Linked DNA regions of Mus musculus: regions 2, 3 and 4 are each linked to region 1. The links are chromatin contacts, called in public HiChIP or PLAC-seq maps. All regions are on one chromosome and are shown on one strand. Each heading gives the region's core, a stretch centred on a gene start, on an enhancer-like site or on the middle of the called end of the contact. The rest is flanking DNA. Distances are from core to core; before and after follow the strand shown.

The links. HiChIP or PLAC-seq counts read pairs in DNA pulled down with a chosen protein or histone mark.
Region 2: a contact with region 1 is called in an HNF4G HiChIP or PLAC-seq map of pancreatic cancer cells. The contact joins two enhancer-like sites. A contact is called at or near these places in 8 of 484 Hi-C or Micro-C datasets (the G1E-ER4 cell line, bone marrow-derived macrophages, cerebellum and 5 more), 4 of 115 datasets of contacts at active chromatin or transcription factors (cardiomyocytes, embryonic basal ganglia, embryonic stem cells and 1 more) and 1 of 9 other capture datasets (embryonic stem cells).
Region 3: a FOXA1 HiChIP or PLAC-seq map of pancreatic cancer cells shows a contact between it and region 1. The contact joins two enhancer-like sites. A contact is called at or near these places in 16 of 484 Hi-C or Micro-C datasets (the 63-12 cell line, bone marrow-derived dendritic cells, bone marrow-derived macrophages and 10 more), 3 of 115 datasets of contacts at active chromatin or transcription factors (embryonic basal ganglia, embryonic stem cells and pancreatic cancer cells) and 1 of 9 other capture datasets (embryonic stem cells).
Region 4: an HNF4G HiChIP or PLAC-seq map of pancreatic cancer cells shows a contact between it and region 1. The contact joins two enhancer-like sites. A contact is called at or near these places in 1 of 484 Hi-C or Micro-C datasets (bone marrow-derived macrophages), 2 of 115 datasets of contacts at active chromatin or transcription factors (large pre-B cells and pancreatic cancer cells) and 1 of 9 other capture datasets (embryonic stem cells).

What each region holds. Positions count from the first base shown.
Region 1 is chr6:89,459,901-89,464,641 of GRCm38.p6, reverse strand. All of the region lies in intron 5 of Chchd6 (coiled-coil-helix-coiled-coil-helix domain containing 6), which reads left to right. Gm46966 (a long non-coding RNA gene) reads right to left here. Exons shown (of 4, transcript XR_003956465.1): 4 at 1-3,991. Among named protein-coding and RNA genes, the nearest start is that of Gm46966, 9.1 kb to the right of the region's middle. Within about 2 kb of position 2,026, at least 27 of the 459 cell types and tissues checked have an H3K27ac peak or open chromatin away from gene starts, as enhancers often do. A contact at or near this core is called in bone marrow-derived macrophages and pancreatic cancer cells, where this site is marked.
Region 2 is chr6:88,959,208-88,963,948 of GRCm38.p6, reverse strand. No RefSeq gene overlaps it. Among named protein-coding and RNA genes, the nearest start is that of Gm36409, 12 kb to the left of the region's middle. Within about 2 kb of position 2,823, at least 73 of the 459 cell types and tissues checked have an H3K27ac peak or open chromatin away from gene starts, as enhancers often do. A contact at or near this core is called in bone marrow-derived macrophages and pancreatic cancer cells, where this site is marked.
Region 3 is chr6:88,982,698-88,987,438 of GRCm38.p6, reverse strand. All of the region lies in intron 1 of Gm36505 (a long non-coding RNA gene), which reads right to left. Among named protein-coding and RNA genes, the nearest start is that of Gm36505, 6.3 kb to the right of the region's middle. Within about 2 kb of position 2,403, at least 22 of the 459 cell types and tissues checked have an H3K27ac peak or open chromatin away from gene starts, as enhancers often do. A contact at or near this core is called in pancreatic cancer cells, where this site is marked.
Region 4 is chr6:89,066,495-89,071,235 of GRCm38.p6, reverse strand. No RefSeq gene overlaps it. Among named protein-coding and RNA genes, the nearest start is that of 4933427D06Rik, 27 kb to the left of the region's middle. Within about 2 kb of position 2,770, at least 15 of the 459 cell types and tissues checked have an H3K27ac peak or open chromatin away from gene starts, as enhancers often do. A contact at or near this core is called in pancreatic cancer cells, where this site is marked.

The DNA of each region.
Region 1 (4,741 bases), core at 777-3,276:
AGATGGTCTGCCCTCATCTCCTGCTCTCTGAGATGGAGAAACCTCTTCTCTGGGCTTTATAAGGCTTTTTATGAATGCCTACCAGGAGTCCCACAAGCAAGGCATTGTGCAGAGGGCTGGGGCTAGTTTGAACTGGCATTTCTCACACACCAAGAGAATGTTTATTGAGTGTTAGATACATGCACCAGGTAGGTGAAACCCTCACTGTCCTCGGAGTTGTGCTCAGAGGATCTCTTACCATCGTGCTTGCACTCGAGCTGAACATGCACTTAGCTGTCATGTTTGTTCTAGGAGATGAACAAACTGGGGTAGGATCCCCACAGTGTGCCCAGAATCAGCTGGGGTGACTTGTATCTCTTAAACCAGTGCATTTGCTTCTCACAGTGACTCCTGTGAAATGCCTGAAAAGCCCACAGAGCTGACTGCTTTTGCTGGTAAAAGCTCATTTGACTGTGACTAACCATGGCCACCCATTGAACTGAGTAAGAGAGGGGACAAGTATGCTTTAAGGTCCTGTAGACATCTTCTAGTTCAGCCTTGGTAATGGAAAAACAAGTGTGCTGAGTATGGTGTTTATCTGCCCATTATTTTATCATGAGTCATTATTTGTGTAAAGCAAACATTAGGATGCACACTGACATAAGTAATAAGTTCTCTTTAATGTTATTTTCACCCTTTCCTCTTTTTTAATTTTAAGTACATAACCACTCCACATCGATTCAAGTTTGTTGCTTCATGGAAGCCTCAGGTGTGGAGGGGAGGTGGTGAGGCTTGGGGCAGGCCATGGATCCTCTGGTGTGGAGGGGAGGTGGTGAGGCATAAGCAATGTGTGGCTCCACCTTGTAGAGTCTTCTGGAATAGAGAGAACTGATTGATACCCTTGCTCTAGTTTATGGGCCACAAAGAACCCCCTCCCCACTTCTGTAAGACCTCATCTCACTTTCCCAAACTTGCCAGCTGCACAGAGGAGAAAGCTTGTAAACTAGCTTCCAAGACTGAATTTGGAGAAAGCACAAAACTCAGAAATGTTTGTATTCTTCTTAGACTTTGGCTCTTTCCTAGCACAGACGTCTGTACACATCTGCTTGCCTATTCCTGAGTGGTCAACCCTTTTTCCTCCTTTTTCTCTGATAAAGAAGGCCTGTAAGCAGATCCAGACAGTCCTGATCAGCCATCTTACTAACACACTCACAAAGCCTGCCTGACTAGGCACAGGTATCCTTGTCTCTTGGGGTGTCAATCAGTGTATCCACAATGTTTTCACTTGCTAGTGAGCATGTACACACCAGGGAGGCATGGCCTTCACTCACAGGGTGACACTATCCTACACTCAGCAGAAAGGCCACCATGAGAGAGGTGAGAGCAGGTGAGAGTTTCAGACGATGCTATGGGAGTACATTGACAAAGCCGCGTCAGGAAACTGAGGTCTAGGTCTGTTATGACCAGGTATGGATGTACCTAGTGACGCAAAAGATTCTCCAGAAGAAGCCATGGGGCAGTGCTCAGGAAAGCCTAAGACCAGAATCAAGGAATTCATTCATCTATCCAGTGAAGAGCAAGAATGAGCAGCATGTTGCTGCAGACAGCAATGATGAAGATTGCAAACCCTGTGAAGGAACTAAAAGAGGCCAGGTATGGAAGAGATATGTGTGATCTATCTGCATTAAAAACAGCAAAGCAGATCTGAGGGTTACAAGGTTGAACAGTGGAGACAGCCTGACTGAAAGATATGTAGCTTGGGGGTGGGACACTGGTCACTTCAGGTGCATGGGTTGGCCAAGATCCACTCTCTGACCTACGAAAGATTCACCTGTCAGTATGTTAGACTTTGAGGAAAAAAAGGGACAGCCATTGAGGAGGAAAGGCCACCAGGGAGTGCCTGATATCTTCTGCTGCTTTCTCCCTTCTCCTGGGGCCTGGGGCCCTCCCACAGATCATAGCACACACAGCACATACCATGTTGACTAGTCCATGCTAGTGTCTATGGCTTTTTCTCTCCTTCCTTTAAAAGCTGTTGAGCACAGTCCTGATCAGTGTCATTAAGAAAGGGTGATTCATCGGTGGGGGCCAGGAATGCAGTGTTAGGCATATAATAGGGGCTTAGTAAATATTTTCCAGAGTAAAGAGAGGAAAGTATGTGCACATAAACAGGAAACAAATGCATTTGGGTTATTGGAGGGGAAGAAGGGAGCTTTGCCAAGAAGGCTGCTTAGTGGAAGCAGTGTTTGGAGAATGACCAAGATGCCATGGCAGCCTAAAAGGTGGAGGCCCAGCCTCAGCAGAGGTGCCTCACACATAGGCCATCGGAGGTGGGGATGAATAGAAATTGGCATGTGATTTTGAGGGACCTCACTGAAATGTGTGGCCTTAGATAGTTTTAAAGTCTGTAAGGCCTGAAAGCTGGAGAGAGATTTGAGCTTGAAAGCCCATGAGAATAATGGTACCATTGAAGGAAAGAAAGTCATGTGAGCTACTGCTTTTGGGGCCAGTGATGAGCTTAATTTTAGACATGTGCTTATGAGGCAGAATGTCCAGCACATGGTTAAGAAGTGTTAAGCAAGAGGAGTGGATCCTACAAGACAATAGTCACTCTGATTTTGTGAGCCTGTACCATGTGCCAGGCCCCTTTCATAAGTTATCGCTGATCCTGGCTTCAGCCCTGCAAGCTAGATTATATTACATGTGTTCTACAAATGAAAGAACTCGGAAACAGGCTGAGCAAGCTGCCAGAAGCCGTGCAGCTGATAGATGGAGTCTGCTCCTTTCACCACACCATGCTGCCTCTCTACATCATCTTGGAAGAGAATGTGGGAAGCAGGCCGGATTCTGTGGGGGCAGAGAGCGTAGACCCAAGAAAGCCTGTGTAGCAGGACTTGTGAGCCACACCCAGGGAGCCTTGTCAGTCCTCCTCTCTGGAGAAGCTAACACTGGGCTTTGTAGGGGCGAGGTAGGCATGTGAGGAGGAAAGGGCTGGCCGTGTTTTCAAGAAGTTTCATCAAGAGTATATTTGTAGTTGAGAAAGGAGTGGAAAACCTGTATATCCGAAAGGAACACTCCTAACACCTTTTGGAAAGGGTCCAGCAGAAGCTAATCCAGAGTCAGAAGTGGGCATGCCAACAAATGGCCACAGGTTCTTTAGGAGTGAAGAGATCAAGCCACACAGTGAGTAAGCGTGTTATTGCTGCAAGAACAGCTGCACAGGCATGTCCATTAGACACCTCTGTTGAGTACAGGAGGCCTACCCAGAGGTGCCACTGAGATGCAGAGCAGGGCACTTTTGTAGAGATGAAACAAGTGACAAGGACTCCCAGAGAAAAATCTTGAGAGAGATGCAGCCAGAGTGGGGATACAGAGGTCAGCATAGTGTGAGTGGTTCATTCTCATTCTTTTTGTCCCATCCTCAAACAAGTCCAGGAAGTGGGGACTCTCACCAGCCTACTGGGCAGTGAACTGGCATGGCCATCCACAGCAGTGGTACCACAAGTTGGGTGGAGTTACAGATAGCAGTTAGAGTTTGCTGCCCTGAGGTTCTGGCCACCTGAATTCAGGGAATCAATATTTAGCGTCTGCCAGGCTCAAGTCAACACTGTTGCTGGGGAAGGTTCCTGAGTGGAGCACACAGGAGCACTGCAAGCACCCCTCCCCGTGGCATGGTTGCTTCTGCCTTGTTCTTTGCTTAAGCACCTTAAAAGCCAATTTGCAGCAGCCATGGCCTTTCTCCCCAGGTACTTCACATAAGTCTCAAAAGTGTAATTCTTATGCAACTACAATGTCCTCATCTTACCTCAGGGGATAAACATTAATTCCTTCGATTTTTCTTTTCCAAAAATACCTTCTTCCAGGATATTTGGATTTCTATTTGTTTGGGGTATAAGTCTTTATCCAACAGTCATATTACAGTTGATTCTTAGTTCTGAAGCCCATGGTCATACAAGTTAGGCTTTTTCATGACAATGGCTTGTTCCCTTTTTCCTCCTTCAGTGCATGGAACCTGAGCCAGAGAAGTCAAATTAAATGCTGGGAGACCCTGTTAGGAAAGGGAGTTGCCACCCAGGTCAAAGGCTAGCCCTGTGGTTAAACTGCTGCTTACTGCTACTGATTTGTGTTGTTTGCTCTTTAGTGTTGCTAGGGTCCTTTTCAGCCCAGACTCAATCAGTATCTTGGAGTAGTTTCTGTGCATTCCTACAGTAGCCACAATATGCAGTGCTTCCTGCTCACATGTATTTTATGTTGGTCCCCGCAGCACATTAAGTCTCCTAACTGGACACTTATAGGTTGGAGAGCCAGGAGTGGCTTTTCATCACATGTGCAAGTTGTCACCTGTTCCAGTTGGAGAGGATTTTGTTAAATAGTTTTCAATAAATAGTTGCTCCAGGACCATTCCCATGTTTTCCTTTTTAGTGCTCCCCTCACAGGCCAAGATCAGCTGGATTTGACCATGTGAATCCCTTAGTATTTCCTGCTGGTATGGTAGTGGGAGGCCAAAAAGGGACCCCTGACATTGGGATTCAGTATCCTGTGACCTAGTGCTGGGGACTGTGTCCTCCGCATATCACTGAGCTAGTGCTTCCTGGCCCACCTTGATGCTCCCTCCATCATGGCAGCCTGGTAGTCTCTTATATGAACTGAAGCCATGTCTTTCCTTCCCACTATTGTACTTTTTTTTCCTGGACTCCACCCATGATCCGGCATCCAGTTGTACAGCAAGATTTTCATTGTCTTTCCACTGCAAATCAGGACA
Region 2 (4,741 bases), core at 1,574-4,073, 500 kb after region 1:
AGGAGAGACCTGACTGAAGTTGTGTTCTGTCCTCCATCCTCCATATGTGTGCTTTGATACCTGAGCACACAGGCTCACATGCGCACACACACACACACACACACACACACACACACACAGAGAGAGAGAGAGAGAGAGAGAGAGACAGACAGACAGACAGACAGACAGACAGACAGACTAAGCTGAACAATAGTTAAGGAAGACACCTTTCTTTTACCTCTGGCATGGTATGTACCACACAGATGTATGCACACACGCCCCATAAAAAGGCAGAAAGAAAATAGGTTTCAAAATGACTCTTCCAAATAACATATAGGTCAAGGAGGACATAAAACAAAAATAGCAGACTTCCCAGTCAACAAGCAAGACAGATCCCCCACCCCCACCCGCACCCCCACCCCGCACACGCCAAATGTGTCCCGGGCCCCTCCCTGCATAACTCCAGGGTTTTCTTCTCTAGTTCTTTCACACTCAAACAAAAGGGACAGATGAGACTTCCAACTTCAGATCGGCAAGAAAAGAACAAACCACAAAAAGTAGAAGAGAGGCGATCACAGAGATAAAAGCAAATAAATAAATTAAAGAACTTAAAAGCTGTAGAAATAATAAATAAAGAACCAGACCCAGTTCTTTGAAACTAATAAAACAGAAAAAGTTTTTGCAAGGCTAATGAAGACACTTTGAGTGTGGAGGTCTTTCACTTCCTGTTCAACACTTTCCCAAGTAGACAGACTAGTATAGTAAGAGAGTCCCTTCCATGGCCTTGTCAGGCATCCATGGGAGGAGAGGTTCTTGGTCCTATGAAGGCTCAATAGATGCCTCAGTATAGGGGAATCAAGGGTGGGGAGGCGGGAGTAGGTGGGTGGGTGAGGCACACCCTCACAGAAGCAGGGGGAGAAGGAATGGGATAGAGGCTTGGGGGGGGGGGGCAGGAAAGGGGATAACATTTGAATTGTAAATACAGAAAATATCCAATTAAAAAAAGAAAAAAGAAAGTCCCTCTCAAGGATGCAGGAGGGGCCAGCCTGTGTCACATGCTGTACATGTTCCTCTTTGTAGCTTCTGGGGACAGGAGTTGTAAAGCTCTCCAGACTTGACTGGGGAAGTCAGACTCTGCCCCTCTGGATGCCCACCCTCTGGAGCTCTGAGCATGTGGATTGTGGAGCAGGGGTGCCTGTGGAGCCACTTCAAAGATACAGCTCCTAGGATGGGCCTGATGTCCTTGGCTGTTCTCTCCCCTAGACCATCCTCCTTGCCTCCCTCTCTTCTTTGTCCTGAACTTTCATTTCTGATCAATCTTACTTCTTTTCCAACCTATCTTATCAGCATATATTAATTATACAGAACAATATATTTCATTTTTTGGCAAATCATACCTAATGTATTTCAAATATATACACCCCTCCCCATTGTGATCTTCTTGTCCCATTCTTCCCAGTGAGCCATCCTCTCCCCCTGCCCCACCTCTTCCACACTAGGACCTATGGCCTCCCAGGCCATGGGCTTTTGACTTCACTTACAGTACAAGACCTGAATTGCATCCCATGGAACAGGCACTAATTCCAGTCAGAAAGAGATGATGGTTCCTGTAACAGACCTGCCACTATCACCTCTTGCCTGGCTGGTCACTCCTATGGCATAGAGTCTGAAACTGAGTAAGCCAGTTGGTGACAATTCTCGCCCAACAGCCTGCATAGCACTTTCTGGCACTGGCTAGCAGGAAGGGAGCTTTGAGCCCAACCCCAGCTTGATTTCTTTATTTCCTCAACCAAGATGTCCAGTACTACATTGTCAGGTCTTTTTCCTGATGCTCAACCAACAAGCTTTTCATCCTGCTACCAGCCATTCTGCAGCCACTGTGACTGCAGGCATGGCATGTCCACAGCACCGGAAAGCAGGCTGGATGCAACACAGATACATTGTTCAGCTCAGCACGCATGGGATCCTGAACTCCACTCCCCAGGGAGGGGAAGATGGAAAGGGAGAGGCAGGCAGGAAAGGGAGAGAAAAACTTATGAGACTCCATGACTTTATGCAGAAAGCCAGATTTCTGCCTGCCCCAGGAAAGCCTCCCTTTCCTTCCATTGGTCAGAAGCAAGTCAGATGACCACTTTACCTGCAGGGAAGCCAGGACACATGACTCGGCCACAGAAGCAGTTAGTGGGGGTAGAAAAACAAGAGAGGATATGGCGTCAGATTTAGCCACAGATGGAAACGGTGGCCACCTCAATCAGGAAGGGCAGCAGCCAGAGAGAGAGAAAAGCAGGAATCGCAACAGGGCCCTGAAGAGGAGACAGGGAGGAGGTAGTCTGCAGGCACAGCCAGGTGACCACCATACAGAGGACATGACTCTGACCACACAGGCCCTGTCCCTGCCTACCACAAGAATGTGCGGGTCCATCTTTCTGTTATAAGCATCAGACTCCCACTCAGACCCATCTATAGCCTGGGGAGGGCTGGCTGCACTCAAAATGCAAGGTACCCTAGCATCCAGCGTCTCCTCCATCTCTCATTTTCACCTTAGTGGTGCCACTTCAAAGCACCTTTCCCAGTGGGGCGGTGCCACCTGGGACCAGCAGCTCCAAGTTTGTTCCAACATTCCTCATTGCCTATGCTTGACTGATGTCCCCTCTCCCAAACCCACTCTTAGAGACACTTCCAGGCCAGTCATGGGGAAAAAAAAAAGGGGGGGGGGTGTTTGCAGTCTGTCATGTAAGCAAATCTGTGGCCTGGCTTCAGTGGCTGGTCTCCCTAGCCACATTCCAGACATTCACAGGCAGAAATCTGGAGTCTAGAAATATGTGTGAGACTATCCCCAAAGAATGCAAGGAGTCAGGCTGAACGTATGTGCCAGCGTGACGTGGTCAGGAGACCAGATGTGTGGTCCTCCCCTCTACAATGAGATGGCACCACCTTTCTGGTTGGGATAAGTGGACCCAGGCCTTCTGCTCTCAGCCTGCGGAGCCTCACTGGGTTTCTTGTTCCTGGTACAAAAATGATTTGATCAGGGAACAAACAGGACCCAGGATCAGATGACAAATGTCTATAGCAGAGCTCAGGAAAGGGAGCCTGTTCGTCACTGAAGGAGGAAGGGACGATTCAGGAAGTCACAGGGCAGACCATGGCACGTTCAGGGTGAAGCGAGCCTCTGTGTGGAGCAGAAAGCTAGAGCAAAGGCTGCAAGAGCTGGCTGAAATGGAAGCATTGGCATGCCGCTCCGAGGCTGGCTTCCGCCTGAGGGCCGTTTTCTGAGGCAGGGTCTGGTGATGAGACTGTATGAGCAGAGTGCTTCAGATAAGGAATCTCAGGTGGTGTCTTGTCTCAGCCATGCCCAGGCTGAGCAAAGCTTGGCGTCACAGGGCTGAGAAGCAACTAGCGCAGTGTCCACCACAGCAGGAGGGAGCAGAAGTCCAAGGCCAACCTCCACCCTTCCTAGGCCCTATTCTACAGCTCTATGTTCCACCAAAGACTATGACCCCAGGGTGGCTAAGCTCACAGAAAGGCACACCATGGACCCAGGGGGACAAATGCTGATTAGCCTGCTTGGCTCATCTGCACCTGTCTACTAAGTTGTGTGAATTCAGACAAGATTTTTAACCTCTCTGTGCCTTAGTTTCCTCACTTATAAATTAAGAGTGGTGAAACACACACATAACTCCAACAATAGTTTGGGTTATAAATCAGCCAATGTGTGTGGTGTGCACTGGAAAGAGAAATATCCTCCTGAATAAAGGCTAGAAGCCGTGAGAGAGGCGTGACAGCCGCAGGCCCTGACAATCCACACCACTGTAGCCCCCTGCTGGCCCTTCAGCTGAGCCACGGCTGGCTCCACGCCCACTGAGAGCGTAGAAGACAGAAGACAGCTCCAGTTCTCCTTAACAGCTAGGAAGAGCCTGCCCTGGCCCAGAGCCAGACAGGACTACTCTCAGCCTTGGTCTTCCTGCGGTGCAGAGGACTGGCATGTGGTACAGGCCTGTGGGCTGCTCCAAGATGTCACTCTGTCCTCCCAGTACCCCAGAACTGTCTCCTCCATCCTCAGCCCCAGGAAGCCTGTGAGTGGTCTCCAAGGCAACAGGGCATCAGAACAGCAGAGAATATGTTGAGGATGCTCAAGAGTAGTTGGGGGTGGAGGAAGCCCACAGATTGATACCTACCCCATAAGGCTAGCAAGGATCTGCCTGTATCCACTGCCCCCACAGTCTCCTGGCACCCACCCTGACAGATTCTATCTTCTGGGAGCTACAGACCTTCAAGTCAGGTTGCTGATGGTCAAACTGAGGTACAGAGCAAAGTAGCTCCAACCAAGATTGTTCAACCGTCCCTCCTGGTCCTTGCCTTTCATTAGGTGATGGTCAGGACAGCCAATGGGGAGGCAGCAGAAGGCTGGGTTCAGAGGCTTTTCAGACCTGCAGATTCCCAGGTGGGAAGCTAACCACAGGCCCAGGGAAACCCTGGCATGCAAGTCCTAGTTCCCCTCCCAAGGCCACAGCAGATATTGCTAATATGCAGACATGTCTCAGGTCATTTGGAAACAGCACACAGGAGAAGGGGCAAGAGCCTGAAGATGGCAACTGTAATAGCATGGATCTCAGGCGCTTGCATGCCACAGGGGCCAGCCCCTTAACCCCCTCACCCTAAACTAATTGTGTCTCCTTCAAACTTCACATTCACAACATATCCTCACCTCATACTATATTTGGAGATAAAACCTATCAGGAATAAATTTCAGTTAAATGAGGTC
Region 3 (4,741 bases), core at 1,154-3,653, 480 kb after region 1:
ATATGGAGGAAGCTTTAAAGGAGAATTAACACCCAGATGTAACTTATACTCTTGAAAATCACGAAGGCATCACGTTGCCAGAGTGACAGTAAAAGTCAGCATAACCATGATCCCAACTGGTTAAATACACCCATTTTAAGCCCAGCCATGATCTGCTTACATTACTTTTCCTTTTTTTATCCTATAGCTCAGGAGAGTCCTTTGCCCTCATTGTCTGTCTGTCTGTCCATCCACATGCCTCTGTTATACAATGGGGATGATGCTAAGGAAGCTGCTGGCCATCCCAGCAGAGGAGTCCAAACGAAGCCACAGGGACAACTCCATAAAGACTGTCCCTGATGTTCATCAAGATTCTGGGGAGGAGGGAGAGGCAGAAGGAATGCCATAGGGATGTCAGGACAGTGCCTGGTTGTCTCACCCATTCTGCATCTCTCACCTCAATCACAAGGAAGCAGGCTCTCTCACTGCCACCCAAGACAACGGTCCAGTGTGAGGGTCACCGGGATACTCCCAGAAGACCCAGTAAAGAGGGACAGAAATGTAAGGGTAGGACTCAGCAATGGCCTCATCAAAGGCTACTGTGTAGGCAGTGGCCTCAGGCAGCCACTCCCCAGAGATCGTAGGGCTGGGCTTTGAATCAGTGCCCAGTCTACAGGACCTCTATGCTCAAGCCCTTGGCCTCTCTCTGTATCTCCTGCCCACTGCTGCCTCTAACCCTTCTTCCCATGTGGTCAGTAACGTAGTGCCCACCAAAGATGTCCACATCCGGATCCTTGGACCTGGGCACTTGCCAGTTTAAGCTGAAAAGAGGCTTTGTAGGTGTGACTGGGTTTGAGGTCTTGAGCCTCAAAGACTATCCTGGACTTTCCACATGAGCAAGGCTATCTTATGGTGTTTCTCAGAGACCAGAATCAGAAAGGAAAGATCCTGAGATAGAAGCCAAGGTTGGAACCACAAGCCTGAAGCCAGGCAGTCTATGGACACTGACCAAGCAGGCTTCTGTATAGAAAGTCCCTCAGTTGACAGCTTGATTGGGTCTCTGTGCCCACTTCAGCCCTGGCCTCTCTGGATTTGAGGTGATCTGTCACAGCAGGGGTCTGAAGCTAATGTAACTTGCCTGCCTACCCACACTCACCCATCAAACTTCTGTCCCCCATGGCAAGTCTCCTTCCTCGACTGCCCTAGGACCTTCCCAAAGCCCAGGCTGGCCATGTTCTCACCACCTTATAAGCAAGGATTCCACTCACCCAGAGCCCCTCACTGAGATTCCGGTCCCTACGGTCTGATGTCTGCTACCCTCTCTGCCCTCTGGTCTAATGAGGTCTTTCCAATGTAAAAGACGTGATCCCAGACCTCACGAACATGAGTGAAACTAAGGAGATACACTGTGCCAGGAAATCCTTGGGCTTCAGGGTGGGTTTAGGAACGCATCCAAGACTCGTTTGCCACTTTTCTCTCTGTGGTAGCTTTGTTCCCAGGAGGGCACACTCGAGCTTCAGGCTTGGGATAGCCCAGTTTTCTCACTCCTGCCAAAGAGGTTTCCAGGTAGCTCATAAAGGACACGAGCTATTGGTAACTTGCCTGTCCACCCACACTCATCCATCAAACTTCTGTCCCCCACGGCAAGTCTCCTTCCTCGACTACCCTAGAACCTTCCCAAAGCCCAGGCTGGCCATGTTCTCACCACCTTATAAGCAAGGATTCCACTCACCCAGAGCCAATAGGCCTGTGCCCAATTCTCAACCAACCACAACAGCCGGAGTGGTGTGAGCCTCTCCTGGGCTGAGACCAGGTTGTGCACCCGTTCACACACTTAGTGGGTAGTGCCAACCACAGAAAACCCGCTCAGCTGTGGAAAGAGCGTGGATACGGTGTGGGCAGAGATGACATGCAGTATACCTGAACCTCAGCCTGCCCCACGCTCCTCTAACAGACTTCCAAAACTCACTCCTTCCCTCTGTCAGCCTTTGCCTCAAGTGCCTTCTGTCCTGGCTGCCCCAGAGCTTCCCCAGAAAGCCTCCTGAAGCCCAGATCTTTCTGACAGCTACCTCCTCTCGACTCCCACAGCTGGTGCCTCTCACAGCACCCACCACACACAGCAGGGCATGTGTGAGCAGGTGACTGGCTCATGCTGGGCACCTCTTAGCCCTGTGGCCAGTGGGACGGCCACCAATACTGAGAACTGCTGCACACCAGGCTGCACCCCAGTGCCTGAGGACTTTGTGCCTACACAGCGGACACTGTTCACCCCTCCAGTCAGTGCTCAGCTAAGGAAGTGTGGTTCAGATGGCATGTACTCGGGCTGCAAAGGGCTGCAGAGCCGGGCTTTCAGCCTTGTCTAATCCAGAGAACTGGAGAGGCAGGAAATGAGTCTGCACATCCCTGGGTTGCCTGTAGCATGGAATGCTACACTCCCATCGTGACCACAGGTCCCAGTCCCAGGCTCCTGTCTGCAGGGTGTTGACTCTGAGCCATGCTACAAGGTTAATATTTCCAGGACTTGCTTTCCCCCATGGGATAGCATGCAGGTTAGCAATAATGCTTCCCAGCTGGGCATAGTGGCACATGCCTTTGGTCCCAGCATTTGTCTCTGTGAGTTCAAGACCAGCCTGATCTACAAAGTGAGTTCCAGGACAGCCAGAGCTACACAGAAAAACTCTGTCTTGGAAAATAAATAAACAAACAAAATAAAACAAACAAACAAAACAAAACAATAATAATGCCTTCCTCTGACAATTGAAATAAAAATAAATAAATAAAATCCTTCCAGCACTTAGTGCAGTGCCCACCTAAACCCAGAGGTAGAGAAGGCACCACTCTGGCCAACTGAAGATAATGGTTCCTGAAGCTTCCTTTCCCGAGCTAGTGAGGTCAGAGGGCACCTATCCCTCATGCTCAGAGCCAAGGGGAAAGGTGGGGGCGGGTGGGGAGGGGATGAGGATGGGGCTCAGTCTCAGTTCTGTTTAAACTCCATCCCAACCTCAAGCTGCAGACTTCTGATACCTGCTTTCTCTCAGGAAGAACATGCCCCCAAGAGCAGGAGAAAGCAGCTCAGCACCCCCTGGTTGCCGTGGAAACCATTGAGTGTAAATTTCATTTTCTGCCTTGCCCAGCTAAGCTATTGATTCAGAAAGAGGGAGAGAAATTGGGAGATGTTTCCCTCCCAAAGTGAAGCAGAAAGCAAAATCTGGGACATGCAGAGCAGGGGTCGAAAGCAAGCTAGAGAAAGACAGAAGTGGGCTGGACTGTGCGGAGGGTAGGGTGGACTGGAGGATCTCTTCATCCTCATCTTGCTGGCACAGGTGAGAGCCACTGTTACTTCAGCCCAACTCCAGGACAGGCTCCAGAGGGGGCTTGGCCCAGGTCTGTGCAGTGACTCCTTCCAGCTGTTTGATGCGGAGCTAGTGGGCAAAGCCTTCTCGACTTGTTTCCTAGTGTTCCTCTGCAAAAGCAGAAGACAGGTGGTTTGTCTTAGGGACATCACTCCTCTGTCTCCTGTCCTCTCTACAACGTTCTTTTTCTCCACTCTGTACTTAAATTCCCTGCAGTCATTGGTGCCTTCAGCACCCACTGGGTCAAAAGCTGTCCCCAGAAGCTGCAATGGAAAACCTCAGGTCATCCATACGGAAGAGGAAGACCTACCAGGAGAGACACGAAGCAGGTGAGGTTTTAAATTCATCGTTATGTGTATGAGTGTTTCGCCTACATGTATGTATGTGTACCTGGTGCCACAGAGGCCAGAAGAGAGTGTCAGGTCCTGTGGCACTCACAGGGTTACACAGGGTTGTGAGCTGCCCTGTGAGTGCTGGGAACATATCCAGGGCCTCTATGAGAGCACTAACCACTGAACCACCTCTCCAGCCACCTCGGTTGAATTTTGACAATGTGATCTGGAATGGAATTCCAGAGCTAAAAACACCACAGGGAGAGGCCAGAATACTGGTCAGTGGAGGGACAAACTGTCAACGAAGCCTGAATCTGAGCCACCTTCACAAACTTGAGGTGCCGGCTCTCCCCGTGGTGGACACATGTGCCCAGGCTTCATGGTGCTTGCAGATGGCCACCCAGGATTCTGACGGGAGGGTGGTAGAGGGTTTCCTCTGCAGTCTGCATCCTCCCTGGGGATCGCCCTGGAAGGCCCATGCCATGCCAAGGTGCCCTGTCACAGGCAGCTTTGGCAGCTGCTTGCAGAAACACTAATTGGGAAGTGAAGCAGCGAAGTGGCTTTAATGAGCTACCTTGTTGTAACTCTAACTCTTTGGTGTTATTTACAGATACTCTGCTAATGAGGTGCCTATCAGAGGGGAAGCTGGGGTGGGGCAGGAGAGGGAGGGCAGCAGCCCATGGGGGAAGAGGAAGACCCCCACATACACATCTACTGAGGTCTTCATCACAACAGGACTTCAGCCTATGGCTGGGGCAGTCTGTGGGATGTATGCAGGTGATGAGAGTCCAGCCAAGCTGCCTGCCCCAAACAGGTCATAGATTCCCCAGGTAGTGGCTAAGAGTACCCCGGCCCTGTCTCCCATCCTGGACAGAGCCCCTAAAGAGCAGTGCCTCCACTCTTCTGAGAGCCCATACACCCTGCTCTCTTTATCCCTCTAGCCACCCTTCTGACCTTCCTTCCTTCTCCAGCTGCTGGCACAGTTCTGAGCCTGTGTTAGGGGAGGTTTGCCCTGGTCACAGTTCTAGTCATCTTGGGTCCAGTGTGGTGATTTTATCTTTGGGCCAACTGGGAAAC
Region 4 (4,741 bases), core at 1,521-4,020, 390 kb after region 1:
GTCTCACTAGACACCTGCCTGCTGCTTCCTTCCTCACAATCTTCCCAGGCTCCAGAAGAAAGAAACCTGAATATTTAGCTGCTCATAAGTCACCCTGCCTAAGGTATTTTGTTATAGCAGCATGAAAGGGCTAAGAAGTGTCACACTGAGTCTTGCTGATGTGCTGAAAACCTAGCTAAGCCATAAAGCAAACACCGGAATGTCAGGTAGCAGCCACAAAGACACAGTTCCACCGCAGTGAGTGATGGTGTTCTGCAGGGGTTGGATCACTGCAGCCAATCTGGCTTCTCTAGGAGTGAATTGCCTGCTTGGGTCAGTTAGTTGTGCATAGTGCTTTGCATGGATATGTGCACCTTACTGTATCCCCAATATTAAAGAATGCATCCGTGTCTGTAACAGCTTGAGCTAACTGCAGCTAGCTGGATCCCTGAGGCAAACGGTGGGTTAATTATCATCAAGGTAAACATCCTTGCAGGGATCACGTTCTGACTATGTACAGCATAGCAGTTCATCTTCGCCTAATCAACGTTTTCACTCTCAATTGTATGCGTTGACACTTTGAAACTGTTACAACAAAATCTGCGGCATTACTGGAGAGTGAATCTTCTGAGCAAACAGATGTAGACAGAAACTCAACTTTCCAAAGGCAAGACACAAAATCAGTATAGATTGAACTTCAATTTTATGGTAATTGGTATGCAAATATTCTCCAACGTCCTCCTAATCCACGTAACAGGATGTAATGGCTAGCTTATTGCTGTCTTCTCAAAGCATCTGTGTCAATGGGATCTTTTTTTCCAAGGTTCTTTATTAGCAGCTAGCAAAGCTTCAGTTATGACTTCCAAGAAGGCAGCATCAATGGATGGTCTTTTCTGGTCTTCAACTCTGAACTCCCATGGCCCATGCCTCCCCCAATCCCTGTCATGCCCCCCTCTCTCTAACCCCTCCATCTCTGTTTCCAGCTAAGCCAGTATTAAAGCCAGTGATTGGTCGTTTCTGGTCTTCCACTATTTATAGCCATGGCCTGAGGACACCCTCAGCACCATGGCCCTTGGAGCTGTCCGTGGTGCTGACCAGAAGACACTGTCCTTCCTTCAACTATGAACTGCCCTTCCAAGCCATTTGATAGTGACCCTGACATTAGTTTAATCACCATGGCTTTGATTCCAGTCTTGGATGATGCTCTTTATCTGAACACTTCGCTGAAGTACACTGTGCCCCACTAGCCTGCCAGCCTGTCCATTCCACCCTGCCCACTCCTGCTAATTTCACTGGGGACTCAGAAGTTCTTTGAGTGGCAGGTTCTTTCCAAAGACAATTGTCTTTGTCTTCCTTTTTTAGGAAGTCCTTTCTATATTTTATGTCCCATCATAAAGCCAGACCAGAGACAAAGCAGGAGTTAATGCTAACCGGGGTCATTCCTTAGCCTCTTCTCCACAGATAACCGAGTCTTTGAGAGGCAGGCAACTACTCCCACCTTCTCCTTCTCTTCACTTCTTCCTTCTCTTTCTCCTTCCCTCCACCCACGTTGATCCTCCTCTTCCCTCTCAGCCCCCCCCCCCCTTGCTGCATTTTGCTCCCAGCAGGGCATAGGGGAAGTTTTGAGTATGTAGAGTTGTCAGACAATCCGCCTCAGCACTAGTGTCACTACCTGGGTCCTTGGGGCAGAGTGAGTGCCTGGTGCTCCTTCACTGCCCTGCACCCAGCGGTACTGGGAGGGGGCTGTCTCTTCTGTTGAGTATGGATTCTGCACTGCCTGGGTGTGTAAATTAAGGAATAATAGAGCAGCAGAAACATAAGCCTTCAATGATGGGGAATGTGTTTGTCTGCTAAGAAGCAATTTCAGCGAAAATTAACTCCATTCCAACGGGAAGAGTGAGGCTTGGCATCAGCCGGCCAATCCCCAAGGACAATGAAATTACTCCGTCAAATCTCTGCTTGCTTAAATTAACCAAGCGAGCACTCCAGGATCCTGGCTAGAGACAGCAAGTAACTAGGTTTTAATGAGCAAAAATAGCTTCTTGGATAAATGAGAAAAATAAGCCACAGCCTACCTCTACCCCACACTTGCAGGGTGTATATCTCAAGGACACTTTGCTCCAGGGCTCTGAGTGGCTATGAGAGAGCCACAAAGTTTCTATGCCAGCCAAGGCTGTGCTGTCAGGTTGAGTCCTTGGCCAATAATGTTCGGTCTACCTGTCTCCACAGACTGTGTCAGAGACACCAGTGTATGAGATAGCAGTATCCTGCACAGCAAAGTCTCTTTTGCATTTATCCTCAAAACCATGGGCTAGCTAAAACCATGGGCTAGCTAAAACCATGGGCTGGCCAAGTGGGTCCTAGAAAGATACTAATGGTCACATTCAACCTGCAGGAGGGGGACCCACACATCTTGAATCAAAGCAGCTGTGATCACCCACATAAAGCTACACACCTCTCTCTCTCTCTCTCTCTCTCTCTCTCTCTCTCTCTCTCTCTCTCTCTCAGATTATAGAAAAGCCAAACAATTCACCAGGTAGAGAATTCTCGAGTTATATAGAGAGTGTGTAGGTAGACTTGGGGTTGTGACTTGAGCTATATGGAGAGTGTGAAGGTTGACTGGAAGTTGGGAATTGTGGGTTATACAGAGAGTGGGGAGGTTGAGTGGGGGTTGGGACTCTTGAGTAGTGCTACTGCCTGTAAGTTTCTCTGGGGACTCCCTAGTGGGACAGCTTTTCATGAGTCACCCATGCGGTGAGTGGAACTCCTCCATGACAGAGATGCGAGTCACCCAGAGGAGTCTCTGGCAGTACAGATGCTTTGAGTCAATGATGCTTCTGGCAGCCAGCACTGACTCACCAAGCTGGACTTTGGTACTCATCCTTCCTTTGCTTTGTTAGAACCTGAGGCACAATGCAAGCTGGAGACACACCGGTCGCCGCTGAAGCTGCTGTCACAGGTCACTGTCTTTCTCAGGGGGGATCTCGGGTCTGCTCCTTGGGCTGTCAGCCAGTTCACCCACAGTAAGCTCCTTTATATAAAGTAGAGCAGCTGCAGATGGTAGTAGTCACACCCGCAGCATGCGCACCACCAAACATCCGTGTGATTGCATAACTGGCAAAAGGTAGGGGAAGGTGAGACCCCATTGACTGATGAGCCTTGCTGTGGGTCTCCTTACTGTCTAACCTCGTATGCTGAAAGTTTGATACCCAAGTATTAGCAGTACGTGTGTGGGGGTGAGGTCCCAGCCCTGACCACACCCACATGGATACACCAGGGTTATCTCCAGGGTTTTAAAAGAATGTTTTCATCTTGTTATTATTGTTTTATGTGTATATGTGTTTTGCCTGTTTGTTTATACAACCACATGTATGCAGTGCCTGTGGAGGCCAGAAGGGGGCATTGGATCCCTTAGAGCTGAAGTTACAGATGACCGTGAGCTGCCATATGGATGCTGGCAACCAAACCCTGATCCTCTACAAAAGCTGTCCGCGCTTTCAACTGCTAAACCCTTTCCAGCCCCTACCTTGGGATTTTACCTTCAGCTTGGGGGAAACTGGCACTAGTGTGTCACTAAGCCATGTGTCCAGGTCTGACGCTTGTCTGAGCTCCTACTGCAGATCTGCCAATGAGGGCACAGGGTTTACCCTTGGCTGCCTCATGGAGAGACTGTGTTTCTTCTTACTTGCCTTTTTTTCTTGTTTTGTACGTGTGCCAGAGACAGAACCCCAGGCTTCAAACATGCCGAGCACACACCCCAGACGCCTGACCAGCACTGGGAGACTAAGGCAGCAAGTAGGTATAAGTGTCTCCATCTGTCTGTCAGTCCTCTGCCTGCTGACACTTCCACCTATCCATCCATCCCCTTCCTTCCAGGAGCACTATGGGCTATCATGAGGACCTCCATGGTGTCACTCCCACCATGCAAAGGTGACAAAGAGGAGCTGCCCGCCCACTCTAGTTCTTTGTTATTCCCCTGGGGAGAAATAATCTAAATGCTGGACATGGTGGCTCTCACCTTTAATCCCACTGTTCAGGAAGCTGAGGCAGGAGGATCACTGTGAGTTTGAGGCCAGCCTGAGCTGCACAGTGGCACTGTTTCATGCTATCCAGGGATACTCAGGAAGATTCTGTGTCAAAAACAGAAGCAGAAAATGAGTAAGATGTGACAGTGGGCCAAGCAGCAGTCAGGGAGAAGTCTCAGAGTCAGGGGATGCAATGTCTCCTAAGAAGGTAATGCTTCAACAAGAAGGCAGAAGAGTACCGAGATGAGGTCAGGCATTGGCTGTGGGGACATTGCAGTGGAGTCCCAGGCAGGAGACTGTTCCCTTCATTCAGAAGGTAAGGTTGGGCAGGCTAAGCATACGGAAGAAGAGGAGCCAGCAGAGCCGGCCAGGGAGGCCCCAGTGGATACATCAGGTGCCTGACAGCTGCTCTAACATGGGCTCTGTTCTGAATGAGATGGGGCCACTGGAGCGTGCAGACTCAAAAGCATTTCCCCAGGGGCCGATGCCCTCAGTCCCTGTTGCCAGGAGAACCGAGCCTTCTAGGTGCTGTATTCAGCAGCCTCTGCCCAGGCTCCCCTCCCCTCCTTGGGAATATCTGGCTGATGAGGGCAGTGCAGGCTAAACCAGAGTCCTCCTTCCCCAACCTACCCAAGCTCCAGAGCTCAGAGTTCCCGCCTCAGATCGGGCCTTCAAATGCTGTGCTACCCCTTTCTTGGCCTTCTCTTCACAGCATGAGGACCAGTGGGGATCCCCAG